Linked DNA regions of Danio rerio: region 1 is linked to region 2. Evidence: chromatin contacts called from public Hi-C data. All regions are on one chromosome and are shown on one strand. Each heading gives the region's core, a stretch centred on a gene start, on an enhancer-like site or on the middle of the called end of the contact. The rest is flanking DNA. Distances are from core to core; before and after follow the strand shown. Region 1 holds the start of ezrb (ezrin b). Region 2 holds the start of enpp1 (ectonucleotide pyrophosphatase/phosphodiesterase 1).

Region 1 (4,144 bases), core at 1,007-3,506, 220 kb after region 2:
AAAAAAAATCCAGATGTGTCCAATATTTACACAAATATTTTTAGGAACTAACTGTTAAATGAATAAAGTTTGACCAAACATTAATTACATCAAAATAAAGCCTGATTAAAAAAAAAAAACTTTTAACCTTGTTCCCAATCCCACATACAACATATAACAATGATATCATTACAAACCACCACATTGTAATCATTAAAACAGTATATATTAATAGTTACTTGTGTGTTTGGGGACATATTTCATTAAGATTTATTGATTTTAACATGCTACCAACAGAAGGCAAAAAATATCAGAGACCAACAGGACTGACATTACAACCAACAACTTCCATTATAACAATTCCAAAGCCATTAGAACTTCCCAGATGGTTTCACTGCTTCCACAGAATTGAAGTCAACATTAATAAACCAAAACATGTCTCCAATCAGACAACAAATCCTTCAGAAAACTTTAAAACACTAACCAGAAGTTGAAAACAAGGCAAACATCCAGACTGGTCCGTCTTTACGGTTTAATAATAAACATACTCTCAATAAAAATTAATACTTACTGGTTTAGGCATTTTGATTTTGATGTAGATGCCGATTCCTCTCGTCAAAGCGTCAGAATAAAGTCAGTTTTTCTCTCCACGGATCCTCCCTGTGAAACAGAAAGAGGAGAAACTAAGAATGACTCAAGAGCAGCCTGCCTGTCATTTAAAGATCGGCGAGAATAAACCCTGACGCACTCCATGAACAGCCGCATGAATCACGATTAAAAAAAAGCTGGAACTCGAGATTGTCAATGCCTCACCCAAACAGAGGTAACACCGCCTTTGAATTTAAAGTCCCCACCCCATTCTGCAAATATTTGCTCCAGTCTCTGTTCCCCAAAGATCGAGCCTGCACGGGGAATGTCAAATATTCGGTTATTATAATTAATAGTAATATACATAGCGGGAGCTGATCATAGACAAGGTAATCAATAATGGTAACGTTACATGAGGCGAGTTTTTGGTCATGAGAACAAATAAAGTTTGCTCAACTATATTACTCAATATGAAAGAAAAAAAATGATTTAAGGTAACTGAAGTATCGACATTAGCATATTTTACTAAATAAATACATAATACTTCTATAATTAGATGTTTACGTTTTGAGTTTAACCTCATCACTTGTCAGTCACTTGAGTTGTCATTTGAGTTAATTTAACATTATAGCACAGTTCTATAAGTTTTGTTTGATTTCGAGTCCTACAGCAAATGAAATGACAGAAATTGAAACACCTCCTACTGATTCGTGCGTGCTTTGATGCACTGAAAGATCCGGTTCGTAAGAGTCGTTTGTTCGAGATTCACTCCACAACTCGCGCTTTACGTAACGATTCATGATCAATAAGATAACTATAATACAAAACTACTAACTAATACTGTAATTACAATAACAACAAAACTATAGTATTATGATTATTATAAAAAATATTATTATTATTATATCTAATGGGTGCACAAACTGACCAGCTTGAACGATTGGCTCCGATTCTCATGCTTGATTAGGTATATACAACAAAAGCAATGATACTACTACGAGAAAAGAGATCAATAATTAGCCATAATAGACAGATGAGTGGTAACGACTTAATAAAAAGAACCGGTTAAAATTATTTCGATTCACTAAAAAAGATCCGATTCATAAGAATCGTTTACTTGAGAACTGAACTGTATTGATGTTTTGGATCCAATAACTGGCTCATAAGAGTCATTCGTTCGGGATTCATACTAAACTGTTTTGCTGACGATTGACTTATGACGCCGTTACGTCCCTGTCGAAAAGTGCAGGAAACACACTGCGGTTTTCGGTGCCCCGACAGAGAAACACTCGTTTCACTGTCACGGAGCCGAATTTAGCATAACGACCCACGAGCTTCTCGATTCACAAGCCTATATCATAGGCTAAAACACAAATTTACATTGACAATGCTGTCCACATGGTAGCGTGCACGACCACGCTGTTCATCCTCAAAATAGACAAAGCTCTATCCCGCGTCTGATAGCGTCTCTGTGTTTGTAAAAGGGCCTGTCTCGTGGCAAGGTACATGCTATCCCACTGCGTTAATCAGAGCTGCACCTGTTGGTAGAGATTTCTCCGTGAACTGGGCGGCGTCAGCACAAAGACGACCGCCTGAACCGTAGACGCGCAAACTGTTTTGCGGTCTTTGACCCAAGCGATAATCGATCGGGGAGTATCTTACCAGAGCCGGCAAGTCAGTTCAGCACAGCTTCGGCCGAAAAATTCCCCTCCCTTCCGAGGAAGTGAGCGCGGAGTCCGGCGGCGATAATATGGCTGACGGTGCGCTCACCTTTGTGCGCTCTGCCGAATGACAGACAGACCGACTGAAAAAAAGCGGCTCCAGTTCCTGTTTGAGACGCGCTGCTGCGCCGCGACGCCCACAACGCCGGATACCATCAGCAAAATGCGCCTGCTCAAGTGCCTTCACTTCACCGAGGCTAAAGGGCTAAAGTTTGCTTGAAAATGATTTTAATGACACAATAATTTGCAGCCTTTAGGAGCAACTCGAGCATTTGAAACGTACCTGGCTGCAGCATTGAGAAATATATCAAGTGGTAGGTGTTCAAAAGTCTACGTTTGCGTCTGCTGTTTACGTCATAATAGTGGGCTACTCTGTCAATATGGTTTTCTTTATTGAAAATATATGTCTGAATCCTAATAGGTACTTAATTACGATTAGGACACAATAAGTTTCATTTAGAATTATGCACCATTGTACATACAGTAAATACGTATTAATACAAAAAAAGATATTGATACATATGGTTTCTTTTGTAAGAAACTCAAGAGTCTCTAGTTAATTTATTCTGACTATGCAATTATCCTAATTTGCTTTGGAAAGACTTTTCCCTGTTTGTAATTGAGAACATTAATAAAGACTTCTTTACTGTGGGAAAATGTTTTGTTTGTTTGTTTGTTTGTTTTTTATTTAAAAACAGGTCCTTTACATGAAAGTGTTTTCTTAAAATTCTCATTTATTAACAGCATTTTATGTACATAAATGTAAATATACACATCAAAATATTTATATACACTCACTGGCCTCTTTATTAGGTACACATAGTACCAGGTTGGTCTCCTTTTGCCTTCAGAACCGCCTTAATCCATCATAGATTCAACAAGGTGCTGGAAATAATCATCAGAGATTTTAACATGATAGCATTGGATTGAGATCTGGTGACTGTGGAGGTCATTTGAATACAGTAAACTTGTTTTCATGTTCAAGAAACCAGTCTGAGACGATTCACGCTTTATGACATGGAGCATTATCCTACTGAAAGTAGCCATCGGAGGATGGGTACACTGTGGTCATAAAGGGATGGACATGGTCAGCAACAATACTCGAGTGGGCTGTGGAGTTGACACGGTGCTCAGTTGGTTCTAATAAGCCCAAAATGTGTCAAGAAAACATCGCCACACCGTTACACTACCAGCAGCCTGAACTGTTGATAAAAGGCAGGAAGGATCCATGCTTTCATGTTGTTGATGTCAAATTCAAGTTCAAAATCAGTACCATCCGAATGTTGCAGCAAAGTAAGACTCATCAGACCAGGCAATGCTTTTCCAATCTTCTATTGTCCAGTTTTGGTGAGCCTGTGTGAATTGTAGATTCGGTTTCCTCTTTTTAGCTGACAGAAGTGGTTTTCTGCTGCTATAGCATTGCTTCAACGTTGGAAGAGTTGTGCGTTCAGAAATGCTCTTCTGCATACCTCGATTGTAGCGAGGGGTTTTTTGAGTTACTGTTGTGTTTTCTAAAGGTATCAGGTGGAACCAGTCGGGCCATTCTCGTCTGACCTTTGGCATCAACAAGGCATTTGCGCCCACAGAACTGCCGCTTACTGAATATTTTCTCTTTTTTGGACCATTCTTTGTTAACCCTAGGGATTGATGTGCTTGAAAATCCTAGTAGATCAGCAGTTTCTGAAATACTCAGGCCAGCCCGTCTAGCACCAACAACCATGCCACGTTTAAAGTCACTTAAATTTTTGCGTTAACAAGCAGTTTGACATATAGCCTCGAATATAGCCTGACGCTGATGCACACCTCTCAAAAAATGTAACTACACGTCACAACAATGCATAGCAAAATGTAACTAC
Region 2 (4,648 bases), core at 1,699-4,198:
TTAATAAAGGGATTAAGCTGACAAGAAAATGAATGAATAAAATTCAAATCCAAGAGTATGATCAAACAATTAAGGCCCAATCCAATTCTATTTTTGTACCCCTACCCCTTCCCCTTGGCCCTTACAACCGAGGGTGAAAAGGAAGGGCTTCAAAATAAAAAGAATAGGGACAGCACTACAGCACCAGCACACGTCATCATATGTCCTCGCAATCTCGTGCTTCATGTGAGATGAGACGATGGCAACTGCTGTAGTTATTGCAGTTGTGTTATTTTTTGGTATTTATCTTCAGGAAATCACTAAAGGCATATATTAGGTTACCATAATGATCTAATGTGGCAATAAGATCGTACCTTTACTGCGTATTTACACAGTGGCCATTTTCATCAATGTAAACACACCAAAAACAGCATTAACATTATAGCAGACACTGTAAAAAGCCCATTGACAGCCACTACATTACTGACAGGGTATTCCAGTGTCAGAATGTTGCGGGACTGCTGTACAGGAGTTATTAATATAGGGATTATAGATCGCGAAATTTAGTGGTGGTTTTTTTTAGCTTTTTTTTTTTTTTAAAGCATGATGGAAAAACACGAATGTGGTTATGATTATACTAAAACGTGTTTGTTTGTCGTAAAAATTCGTAATAATGACAAAAAATACTAATTTGTGGATCTCCTTACCTCCGGGTTCAGCAATACTGCCGTTGTGATAAAATCTAAATATATAAAGTAAAAACTAATAATAGATATAAAGTAATACTAATAATAGTAACACACACACACACACACACACACACACACACACACACACACACACACACAAACAAACACACATTTATACACATATTTATTCAAAGACAGCTTTTATAAGAAAAATTTCAATATAAAATACACAAAAGGTTGGTTTTGATCAATAAATCAATTTAGATCTGTGTATATGACCGTTTTCCAACCGTGGTAAGGTTAGTTTGACATTTGACATTCATTAAACATTCACTTTCAAACCAATTAAATGATTTGCTCCTGTTATAGTTTAAGCCAAAACTACATTAGATAGAAATATATATATGTGCCCTTTATGTTGCACAAGGCTTATTTTCTCAATTGAAAAAACATAAGCCATATGAATGAACTTAACAATTCAACTATATGAAATCATACAACAAAACAAATACCAAAATGTTCAGAAAAAACATCCTGGTTATTGCACAAGACTGGAATTAGCACTTTATTTATTTTATAATATTTCTTTAAATAACTTTTAATGTAAAAATGATAATATTCATTTAAACTCTGGCACCATTTGAGATAAAGGAATAAAACAAACTGCACAATTGTCTGAATATTATTCTCTATGATGCACAAGCTTTGATTTTTACAGTAAAGCCTTTGTTGTTTTTATATATGGTGCGGTATCTATATTATTAGTGTATCGGATACACTGTAAATGCTTAAATAATTAAACTCTGACACCTTTTAAAAATAATGGACTCAAATTTACTCTAAACATTTCTAAATATTATTCTCTATGATGCACAACACCTGTTTTTTACAGTTGTGGCTTTGTTATTTTTATATATAGTACTGAATCCATATTTTCAGTATTTCGGATACAATGTAACCACAAACACAGATATAGCATTAAAAAAGTGATATAACAATCTGTAAAATATTAAAAGTATTATTGTTTATAAAGTATAAGACAATGCCTTTGTAGTAATGTGTTTTTTTTTTATAAACAGTAATTCAACTTGTTTTGTATTTTTTGTTGTTTAATAATTGTGCTTATATTGTTTTACCATACACCAATTTGCCATGGAATGGGTGAGCTTATTTATGTATTTAGTTAGTTAATTAGTTGTTAGTTAGTTATATTTGACTGTTGCCTGCCGTTTATTGCCCTTACTGTCTGACAATAAATTTGTAATATTTTTTATGCAAATTGTTCATAATATTTTTATAGCCAAATGCAATATTGTAATCCTGTAATCCAAATATGTAACTTTTTTAACATTCAAAAGGTGTCAGAGTTTAATTATTTTAAGTGTTTACGGTGTAGCTGATACATTGAAAATATGGATATATTACTGTATGTAAAAACAATGGCATAACTGTAAAACTGTTTTAGTGCATCATAAAGAATAATATTTTTAAAATTTTACAGTTGATTTGATTTCAAAAAATTGTCAGAGTTTAATTCATTTAAGTGTCTACAGAGTATGCATTATACTGAAAATATGGATTCAGTACTGTATCTAAATTCAACAAAGACATAACTAAAAATAAAAGCTTGTGCATCATAAAGAATAATATTTAGAAAATACTAATATTTAGGAAATTTTAGTTTAAATAATCATTAAATTTTTTTATATTACATAAATATTATAAAATAAATAAAACTATAATTCTCCTGTCTTGTGCAATAACCAGGATGTTTTTCTGAACATTAGGTATTTATTTTGTTGTATAATTTCATATGGTTAAATTGTTTAATTCATTCATATGGCTATATTTGTTTTTGTTTTGCTTTTTATCTAGAAAGTAAGCCTTGTGCAACATATAGGAGACATATTTGTCCATCTGACATAGTATGGGCTCAAACTATAACAGGAGCATAGAATGTAATTGGTTTCAAACCGAATGTCTAATGAATGTCAAACAAACATTATACGATATGACGTGTTGTTGATCAAGAAGGCATCCTATTGTCCATTAGATAATGTCCGTAGATTATATATTACTGATATTTTACTGATATTGTTATTTTAGTGCAAACATGGTTTGCCTAAGTCCTGCCCTTTCCCAGGTTTAAATATAATTAGCCAGAAAGAGAGGGCATGTGCTGCCGATCATGTTACCTTTGGTTGACTAGACCGCAGCAGCTGGGCGGTCCTTCAGCTTCATGAACTACAAAGTCACTAGAGAACAAAGTTTGAAATGAGTCCGAGCTCAACAAACCTGTGCAAGGCAAAGCGAGCGCGCGGTCAATAATGGACTCAGCCAAGCGGGATGAACACATGAGCGAACACGCCGCCAACCTACTGGGCACAGGACAGCGGTACACACGGACACACAACACTGCAAAAGTCCAGTCAAGATACTTGAAAATCCTCTGTGCGGTAAGCGGACACTCTCGGGGAAACAAAAGCCGGTTACTGAATCTAGGTTAACCAAACATGACTGACTCGGGTTAAGTTACTCGTTTAAACTTTTTGCTTAAAAGTTTGTGCAGGGATTGATTGTTCTTTATTGTTATTTAAAATAAGTTTACAATAGAGTGTAGTGGACTGTTTTATAGTAAAAACTGAGTATACGGTGTATATTTAGATAAACAAACAGTAAAATACTGTGCTTGGCTGCTTTTCAGAAAAAAAAAAACACACAAATGTGTTAATGTTTTACATGCATTTTTAGGTAAATGATAATTTATTCACAGTTTTTTTTTTTTTTTTTTTTTGAAAATAACCTATTTAAAAAGTGGATTAAACAATTTATGTTTTTAAGGTATTGTCAGACCTTTTCACCCAGTGATAAACTATCTGGGAGATTAAAACCATATATATATATATATATATATATATATGAGCAATTCCATGAAAATGTCAACCTTGCCATGAAAAGTAAAATGTTTTCACCAAAATAGCGAAACCGTTTCTACATTTTTTGCGCAGGCAAGTGTTTTACAGTACTTTGAAAATACTTAAAAATGTGTCTGTCAATGTTTTCAAACTATTATATTTGATTTACCAAAGTCACACAAATGGCAATTTCACATCTGTCACATCCATAACGAAAAAGTGTCACATCCATAACACAGCTTTTCCCTCAAAAATGCAAAAATGTCAAAATAAAATAAAATCAATCAGTTTTGTTCTATAAAGAGCCAACTCTTATCCTTTTGTTAAGGAATATTTATTTTGGGTTGTGCAGTTTAATTCACAGAATTTCTACGAAATATGTTGTATACTGTAAACTCGCAGACATTTTTTGTCACATCCATAACGCTTGTTTATTTTCCTCATTTAAAGTATAAAAATGTTCACAGATTGAATTTTTTTGATCCCATAACTCTGTGGTTAGTTGTTTTGGAAAATATAAACAGATGATTCAATATAATGTTAACGTAAACTTTCTCTGCGAATTTATGTTTTGAATTTTTACTGCAAATGTCACATCCATAACGCTGGAATCAGCCATATATATATATATATATATATATATATATATATATATATATATATATATATATATATATAAGCAAGCCAGGAAGGTAAAGCCATGTAAAATTTTATTTTTAAAAGAAATATTTGGGGAAAGTGGCTAAATTGAGCTTGTCAAACTGTATTTGAACCTTGTTTAAGAGAGAGAGAGATAGAGAGTGAGAAAATACTGTAGTATTGCAGAAGGGTGCCAAATGGCAAAGCAGTGAAAACAAGTAACAGTTGGCTGCACCGGACTTCTGGAGGAAATGCTGGTCATTATCTGCCTCTGGAAGCCAGCAGAACCATACTATGTGTAGTGTAGTGTAATGTTACAGTATATCTTTCAGAGTTTAGCTCGAGGAGTTTTCATCGGTAGTACAACTTGGGAAGGTGTTATGTATTTAGTGGACTCCATGCAGAGCAACATAAACCAATCCATTA

Evidence for each region. Hi-C and Micro-C count contacts between places; a contact is called where the count stands out from the background.
Region 1: a contact with region 2 is called in a Hi-C map of hematopoietic stem cells, with 2.2 times the contacts expected there. The contact joins the promoter of ezrb here to the promoter of enpp1 in region 2. A contact is called at or near these places in 2 of 18 Hi-C or Micro-C datasets (caudal fin and hematopoietic stem cells).

Annotation. Positions count from the first base shown.
Region 1 is chr20:14,860,550-14,864,693 of GRCz12tu, forward strand. ezrb (ezrin b) reads right to left here and starts at 2,257. Exons shown (of 14, transcript NM_001030285.2): 1 at 2,230-2,257; 2 at 551-639. The coding sequence starts at 562.
Region 2 is chr20:14,637,485-14,642,132 of GRCz12tu, forward strand. It overlaps enpp1 (ectonucleotide pyrophosphatase/phosphodiesterase 1), which reads left to right and starts at 2,949. Exons shown (of 25, transcript NM_001030168.1): 1 at 2,949-3,124. The coding sequence starts at 2,996.